Linked DNA regions of Canis lupus: region 1 is linked to region 2. The links are chromatin contacts, called in public Hi-C maps. All regions are on one chromosome and are shown on one strand. The core of a region is the stretch at or near the end of the contact, and the rest is flanking DNA. Distances in the headings are between cores, read along the strand shown. Region 1 overlaps ODC1 (ornithine decarboxylase). Region 2 overlaps GRHL1 (grainyhead-like protein 1 homolog).

Evidence for each region. Hi-C and Micro-C count contacts between places; a contact is called where the count stands out from the background.
Region 1: a Hi-C map of blood shows a contact between it and region 2, with 5 times the contacts expected there. The contact joins two enhancer-like sites. A contact is called at or near these places in 4 of 9 Hi-C or Micro-C datasets (amygdala, blood and skin fibroblasts).

The regions. Positions count from the first base shown.
Region 1 is chr17:7,372,282-7,376,544 of UU_Cfam_GSD_1.0, reverse strand. ODC1 (ornithine decarboxylase) reads left to right here. Exons shown (of 12, transcript XM_038560768.1): 9 at 235-397; 10 at 480-592; 11 at 683-897; 12 at 1,696-2,177. The coding sequence ends at 1,840. Among named protein-coding and RNA genes, the nearest start is that of ODC1, 7.7 kb to the left of the region's middle. Within about 2 kb of position 1,649, at least 3 of the 20 cell types and tissues checked have an H3K27ac peak or open chromatin away from gene starts, as enhancers often do. A contact at or near this core is called in blood, where this site is marked.
Region 2 is chr17:6,991,609-6,995,774 of UU_Cfam_GSD_1.0, reverse strand. GRHL1 (grainyhead-like protein 1 homolog) reads right to left here. Exons shown (of 16, transcript XM_038560755.1): 9 at 1,139-1,297. Among named protein-coding and RNA genes, the nearest start is that of GRHL1, 32 kb to the right of the region's middle. Within about 2 kb of position 2,239, at least 2 of the 20 cell types and tissues checked have an H3K27ac peak or open chromatin away from gene starts, as enhancers often do. A contact at or near this core is called in blood, where this site is marked.

The DNA.
Region 1 (4,263 bases), core at 400-2,899, 380 kb before region 2:
CCATAACATCTTACAAAGGAGGGGAGGTATCCAGAGGGGAATCTAAGTGAAACCACAGGGTTTTTTTTAGGGAGATGCTGGTTTGTTTTTCTTCTGTGGTTGCTTGATAATAAACCTCCCTGCTGGTGGCTGCTTTCAACGTTTTTTTATCCTGTCCTGTCACAGCACTGGTTTCTGCTCTTTGCTGTTAGTTCCCCCTGATAATGACTGTCCTTGTCTGTCTCACTCTTGTAGATCACCAGTGTTATCAACCCAGCCCTGGACAAGTACTTCCCGGCTGACTCGGGGGTAAGGGTCATAGCCGAGCCCGGCAGATACTACGTTGCGTCAGCCTTCACGCTCGCAGTTAACATCATTGCCAAAAAACTCGTCTTAAAGGAACAGACAGGTTCCGATGGTACGTATAAAGGATGAATCACTGCACACATAGTTGTAAGTTGGTACAGAAAGTGGTAATAGAGACTACTCTGCCTTTCTAGATGAAGATGAGTCGAGTGAACAAACCTTTATGTATTACGTGAACGATGGAGTGTATGGATCATTTAATTGCATCCTCTATGATCATGCCCACGTGAAGCCCCTTCTGCAGAAGGTACCTTCTGAACATAGCATATGCAGCAGTTAAGATGTGTGGTCATAATAACAAGGGTAACTAGTTATGTTTCTCTCTCTTCGAATGTAGAGACCTAAACCAGATGAGAAGTACTATTCCACTAGCATATGGGGACCCACGTGTGATGGTCTGGATCGCATTGTTGAGCGCTGCGACTTGCCGGAGATACACGTGGGCGATTGGATGCTCTTTGAAAACATGGGTGCTTACACTGTTGCTGCTGCTTCTACTTTCAATGGATTCCAGAGGCCAACTATCTACTATGTGATGTCGGGGCCAACATGGTTAGTGATGGCAACACATGTTTATGGTTTAATAAGAACAGATTTCCTCAGGTTTCTGCTGGCTGTTGTCTGGTTTGTTTGTTTGTTTGTTTGTTTGTTTATTTATTTATTTATTTATTTATTTATTTATTTATTTATTTATTTTGTTGTCTGGTTTAAAAGGAAATTGTCTCGTTTAGATTTAAACACTAGGGGATCCCTGGGTGGCTCAACGGTTTGGCACCTGCCTTTGGCCCAGGGTGTGGTCCTGGAGTCCCGGGATCGAGTCCCACATCGGGCTGCCTGCATGTAGCCTGCTTCTCCTTCCTCCTGTGTCTTTACCTCTTTCTCTCTCTGCGTCTCTCATGAATAAATAAATAAAATATTTTAAAAAAATAGATTTAAACACTAACCACGTTTTTAAAAATAGTTTCCTTTCTGCCTTAAGAATATATGCTGTCAAAAAAAAAAAAAAAAGAATATATGCTGTCAAATTCAGAAAATACAAATGGAAAGAAAATCCTTCTGGGAATACTGATCTGTATTTGGTTTCAGATTTTTGCAAAGGTATAATTATTTCAAAAAAAATTAGTGTATTTATATATAAGTAGAATAGTTTAATGAATGCACGTGACTTGTGGTTTCCCTGTGACGGAAATGATGGTCCTGAAGAAAGGCTTGCTTTAGAAACATTGAGTTGCTTCCTGATGACCTAGTAACCAAGGAAGTAAATAGGCTCATGAATAAGTGATTCTTGTGTGAAGCTGCCCAGTTACGGGGTGACTCAGGGTTTCTGAATATGCTACTTCTGTCCTTCAGGCAACTGATGCAGCAGATCCAGAACCACGACTTCCCGCCCGAAGTAGAGGAGCAAGACGTCAGCACTCTGCCAGTGTCCTGTGCTTGGGAGAGCGGGATGAAACGTCCCCCCGCTGCCTGTGCTTCAGCTAGCATTAACGTGTAGGTGCCACTCCTGTAGCTGTTAACTTCGAGTTTAGCTTGAATTGTGGGATTTGGGGGGACCGTTTAACTTAATTACTGCTAGTTTTGAGATGTCTGTAAGTAGGGTTGGCATGAATGCAACAGTATGGAAGACTAGGAGATGGGGTCACTTATCTGTGTTCCTATGGAAACTATTTGAATATTTGTTTTATATGGATTTTTATTCAATTTTCAAACATGCTACTAAGGAGTGCCCCTCAGCTGCTGAGCAAGCGTTTGTAGCTTGTATGTTGGCAGAATGGGCCAAAAGCTTAGTGTTGTGACCTGTTTTGAAAATAAAGTATCTTGAAATAATTAGGCATTGGGGAATTTTTAGTGTGTCCATTCCAAACGGCTCACCTTGAATGTGTTTTGTAAGTGGAGATTGTCCCACCGGCTGAGAAAATTATCCCAGAGGACTTAGGAGTTGGTGGTTTTCAATATTTTGAAAATCCATCAAAATGCCATCATCCTAGTCAACATTTTTATTTCAAGTACATGAGTCTTGTACAGCGTTTGCTTTGGATTCTCACAGAGCACAGTGAATTTAGCCCACATGTAGGTAGAAGGAAAAGCGAGGAGGAGACAGGCCATACCCCTGTGCTGCTGTCCCAGCTCAGCCCGCCCCGGGTGTACACAGAAGTGGCTGTGATGGAGTGCTCAGGGCCATTTGTTAACTGCCTTGTGTCAGGGCTGGGGCCCAGGGAAGGCCCATGGAGCCCCCCTGAGCGCTGCCTGCAGGACAGATGTTCCTTCCCACTTGTCTTCTCTCCTGGACAAGTTGCATAGCTGCAAGTTAGGAATGTGGTACAACATTTGGCAGTCAACTTATTTTAATAAATTCAACAATAATTATCCTGTGTTGTAGCTCTCTACCTTCTTTGACTTTGACCACTGGCCTTTTACGTTCCCTTACTCAACTCCTAACCCCACTCCCCAAAATAGGACATCAGGCTCTCATACTGTGTGTAACCCCGAAGATGAGAATGTCAAATCCCTGCAGTAGCTGTATGTGGGGAAGGCTGGCCATGCAAGAGCCGGATGTGGTTCTAGGAAGCCACTGGTTACTCACCTGTTGCTGCGCGGCACCAAGCGTCACCAGCTACAGTACAGGGCCAGGGAAGCCTGTACACAGTCCAGCTGGGAGGGAATGCTGTGGCTCCTTTCACCTCGGGGAGTAAATGGAGCCAAGTCCTGCAGCTGGTGCTGTATTCACTCCCAAACAATCTGAGGGGAATGACTGCCGTTTCTTAAGCCACCTTTCCCTCCCAACACCTGAATTGCACGACTGACTGCATTGCTGTGATCACGGAATTAGCTCGTCCTTGGCTGCTCAGCCAGACTCGGGCCTGGCACGTCACCAGGTCCGCTCTCCCCTCCTAGACCTGAGAATACGGTTTTCCTTGCCGTAGGTGAACGCAGTTTCTCAGGAGCTATAAACAAAACAGGTTTGACTGGAGCAGGGGCCAAGGGGAGGGACAAACCTCTGCAACTGACGGTTTGTCTCACTTCTCTGAGCATGTCCTTTTATCATTACTCAGGATGTTCAGAATAAAGGAATTGGTGAGAGACGGGAGCTAGTCACCACGCTGCATGTTGGCGAATGAGGCCTACTTGAGCAGGAAGGGAAGGGGAGCTTGGAGTAGAGGCAGGGAGCTTAGATGGAGAAGAAGATGGGGGGAGGTCCTTTCCACTCTGAATGCCAAGGACTTGGAAAGAGCTCTTCCCTCCGCCAGTTGGGTGAAATGCAGCCTGCCCAGCTGGCCGTGCCAGGGTCCTGTCCCCTCGAGAGCCTCCTGCAGCGCCTGTGAGTCCCCAGTGTCTGGGCTTTGCCAAGGCCACGCTCGGGCCTGGAGGGGCAGGTAGGCTGGCCCAGGCCAAATGGCCTCTGGTCCTTACACCTGGGAGTGAGTTAGTCCAAGAGGATGGAGAGCTCAGATGCTGGGTGTGTGTCGACGCTCCTCCAACACCCTCTTAAGTCCTAGTTTGCCGTGTGCGGTTACCTGTTGCCACTGATAAGGTTGGCACTGCCTAGGGGCGCCTGGGTACCTCAGTTGACCTGGCTCAGATTATGATCTTGGGGTGGAGATCAAGCCCCATGTTGGGTTCCCTGCTCCATCGAAGAGTCTGCTCCCTCTCCCTCTGCTGCTCCTCCTGCTGCGTCACTTGTGCTCTCAAAAAAAAAAAAAAAAAAAAAAGGGCATAGTCTAGTCATTCACAGAAACCTGACACTTCCAGGCTTACTGTGTGAAGTGAGCAACTATGGCCTCCACCAAGGAACCTTGGCAGGCGGTGAATTTTCCCTCCTGAAGGTGCTGGAGACTCCAGACAGGGCCCCTGGTGGGGAGGAACCTGGGGATCCCAAGCTATCGGTCCAGGATGAAGGCAGCGGTCTCAGCCTGGCAG
Region 2 (4,166 bases), core at 990-3,489:
CTGGGTGGCGCAGCGGTTTGGCGCCTGCCTTTGGCCCAGGGCGCGATCCTGGAGACCCGGGATCGAATCCCACATCGGGCTCCCAGTGCATGGAGCCTGCTTCTCCCTCTGCCTGTGTCTCTGCCTCTCTCTCTCTCTCTCTGTGACTATCATAAATTAAAAAAAAAAAAAAAAAGAAGGCTTTCTGAACTCAGAAGGTCTCAGGCTGCTCCACTGAGGCCACATACTATGTTCTGGTCCCCAGTGTGAAAATCAGGACAGCAGACCTCTGATAGCACGTACACTTCCAGTTTTCTAGTACCTTCTAGAAATCTTAATAACAGAGAGGGCTGTTTTTTAAACAGGATAAAAAGAAGGGACTGGCCAAAAATATGGTCCAGTATTTCCTAAGTAAGAAAAGTTAAAGTCGCCTCAGTCTTATTTCATTGGAGCACTTGTTTCTCTGGGGCTGCTGCTGAGTTCTTGAGGAGAATACAGTCTCCAATCTTCGAGACACAGTGGGCCTACTAGCTGCTGTCTGCAGTTCATTCCAGCTGGGCCCCTGGCTCTGCACCTGGCAAAGTAACCAATTCTTCTCCAGATAAAAGAGATGACATTGAATTCGTTTAGGCTTATACTTTCTCTTCTTGCCTACCTGCTACTCTAGAGACGAATCTGAATCTCATCTGATTCAGTGAGCTGGCTGACAATTTACCAAAAGCCCAGAGGGAGGTAAGCTAGTTAAAGGACAGCCCTTTACAGTCATCATTCACATGGAGCCCTCAGACACAAAGCTCCAGAGCTACTGCAGCCCCTGCCTACAAGTCTCAGTAAGCAGAGGGGCCACCCAGGACTGAGCATAGCCCCACACGTATTCCATGTGCGCCACCCGGATTCTATCAGACATGCCCAACAGAATGGATTCATTGGCCCTTCAAATTTTTCAGTTAAAACAAGATTTTTTTTCCCTCCCCTGTATAACGTGTCTATGCATGGCTAAAACAATAATTTCTAACTTTAAATAAGCTATTTCATATTTTATCAGCAATACATTTATATCAAACTTAAATATGAAAAAGACTCTTGGTCATTCTCCATGAGGAAGAGTATATCTCACATGCTTTATTCTTACTGTCCCTACCCAATCTGACAAGCTTACCTTATCACAGAAGACTTTTATCTGGCAGTATGCCCGATGCACAGGCTTATTGCTACGGTTGTTATAACTATAGGTGTCAATTTGAATATTAAGAGGCAACCCCTTCACGCCTTTCTGAGAAGAGAAATCTGTGCTTAAGCAGTTCACAGAGATGAAAACCTGAAAAGGAAAAAAAAGGTATTATAAACAATAGGCAGCAACAGTCAACCTTAGCACAGCTTGTAAAAATACCAACATCCCCAAAATTACTCAAATATGTTCTAAATAAGAGCTCAGCTGCTCACTCAAAAAAAAAAAAAAAAAAAAAAAAAAAAAAACTACAACAACAACAACTTTTTTTTTTTTTTAAATGAAGGGCTTATTTTAAAACTACTTCTGGTCATAGGAATGGCAGACTTTATTTAAAGGTAAAAAAATAGCAGCTTTGAACCTGTTGATTTTCCCTTCTAGAATATTTACTTAGCATCAGACTATGGAAGAGTCCAGTTGTCTTTCTTGATGTCATTTTTACCAATGTTACCAATAGCACAGAGATACAGAGATGTTTTATAGCTTAGTACAAACTCTGGGAACCTGCCTCCATTTATGTCTACACTACCTCTAAGGATAACTGTAGCAACCAAAGCATGCCCCAGTATTCTGGAATTTATGAACTCAGTGAGTCACATTATTAAAAGTGGCATGTTATTAAAGAGGCATTACTGACATTATTAAAGTAAGTTGTTAGGAGAAACCCAAGTGAATCTTTGTACAGCAAAAAAAAAACAAAAACAAAAAACAAAAAAAAACATGCTCCATTTCCCTCTTTCTTTTTAATTGAATTTCGATTTGCCAACATGTAACACCCAGTGCTCATCCCATCAAGTGCTCCCCTCAGTGCCTGTCACCCAGTTACCCCATCCTCCCGCCAGCCTCCCCTTCCACAACCCTTTGTTCGTTTCCCAGAGTTAGAGGAGTCTCTCATGTTTTGTCACCCCATTTCCCTCTTTTTTTGTGATTATGGATTTTAACCTCGCCACACAAGGTCACAATCAATGTACAAGAGCTCCCTTTCAACCATTGAGCTTTGTAATTTATTTCTGATGCGTGAGCACCACACAGTGGGGACTATTGGAATTACAGTTGTAAAAATCAGTGCCTTTCATAGACCAGCCAAGACCCTCCCGCTGGATTCCTTCTGGTCCAATGGCCAACAACCCCTAAGCCCCAACAACCGAGAACAGATCTACCACAAGTAGTGTGGGGTGCCACTGGCTGAACCAAGACCCAGACACAGGGAGAAGTTTAAGCCAGAAAAGCTGGGGTAGGGGAGCTTCTAAGAATGTAGGTAAAGAGAAGGGGGTGGACAGGTAAGAAAACTGTAACCATAACGACAAAAAACGCTCTCTAGAAGGTTTGCAAATACTGAAACACAGGGGTTTTATTCTTGATCTAGTCTATATGCTATTTCCAAGAAGGAAAAGACCCAAACACCCTACAATGACTGAGAACTCGTCCACATGAACAGACTGAAAAGTCATCCCTTACCCTGTCCCTGCATTAGCTCTCCACTCAGGCCAGTCTACTCATGGCCCCTAAGAACACATTTTACTGCTCACTCCTGCCTCTCGTCTTTATCCTTGTCCTTCTCCCTCCTACTGTGTCCGTCCTGTCCCAGTCCAAGTCACCCCGCATGTCCTCTCTGCGTCCCCACATCTGCAGAGGTCCAGCTCTGGAGCCATCTCCACAGAGAGTTTCCATTCACCCCAACCTGTGTTGTAGATGCCACAGCAGTGCATACTTAGGGTTCCATACCGGCACTGGGCACCTGCTTTATACACATGATCTCATTTCACAACCTTGAGAGACAGTGTTAATCCTTTTATGGGTGAAGCCCAGAGAGATTTAAAAAAAAAAAAAACTGTGCCAAGGTAGAAGGCGAAGGGCTGGAATTCATATCCACAACTTCCCCCCCTTTATGCCCTGCAATCTGTCTTTCCCAAATCAATTTTTTACCCTAATCACTTTTTTTCACTACGGGGAATGGTTTGCCATTTTTACATGTTTTATGTTTTATTTACCTGACTAGACTGCAAATATTGTAAGGCTAGGTCCATATTCGTCACGTGGAAGCTATCTCAACACTTTTAGCACAGTGCTGGGTCTAGGGCTACCTTTTCTAGCCCACTATGATTTTTCTTTCCAGTTAACCCATTTTCAGGAAATAAACAAAATGCTTTCATTTTTAAAAATACCGAAACCTAATATACAGGCAAAAAGTGGCACGTATACATTTCAAATCCATTACAGAAACTTTGTGCTTTGACTTTAAATCTTTTCCTATACTGTTGACCCTAGAACAATGCAAGGGTTAGGAGTACCAACTGCTTGCCCCCCACCAAGAGCCAAAAATCCACATATAACTTTTGACTCCTCTGAAACTTAACTAGTGGCCTGTTGACCAGAAGCCTTCCCAATAACATTGCCAATTAACACATGTTCTGTAAGTTATACATATTCTAAACTCTATTTTTACAATACCTTTTTCTTAACTTTCTCAGTTATCTCTAGGCTACGCAGTTCATCTACAACTTTTTTCAAAGTGTTACAAATCTCAAAAAAATTTTCCATTTATTGGAAAAGACCAACATATAAGTGGGCCTCTGCAGTACTGTCCAATGGTCAACAGTATGCTGTTAAGAAACACTTCATATACAACTTACAAATCTGGGTTAAGGAGGTAGGTTATGAAACAGACAAAAGATAAACAGGCACAAGACAAAAAGAAAGGCCAACACACAGTAGTCCATGCAAACTAAGCATATCAAGTAACCAAATCATCATATTTTTCATTTTACAACCAAATGAGAAAGCTAAATTTTTCTCTATCATTCAAGGCCACGTGGCTCAATTTATGACTCAAAAACAGCAGCCTGGGAAAGTTACACTTAACCCTCAACAATTCCAGGAAGTCTCTGACCCAAAGTGATATTCCATTTACAAGAGGATTTCATGGTAATCCAACCTAAAACCTAACCTCCCCTTGCTT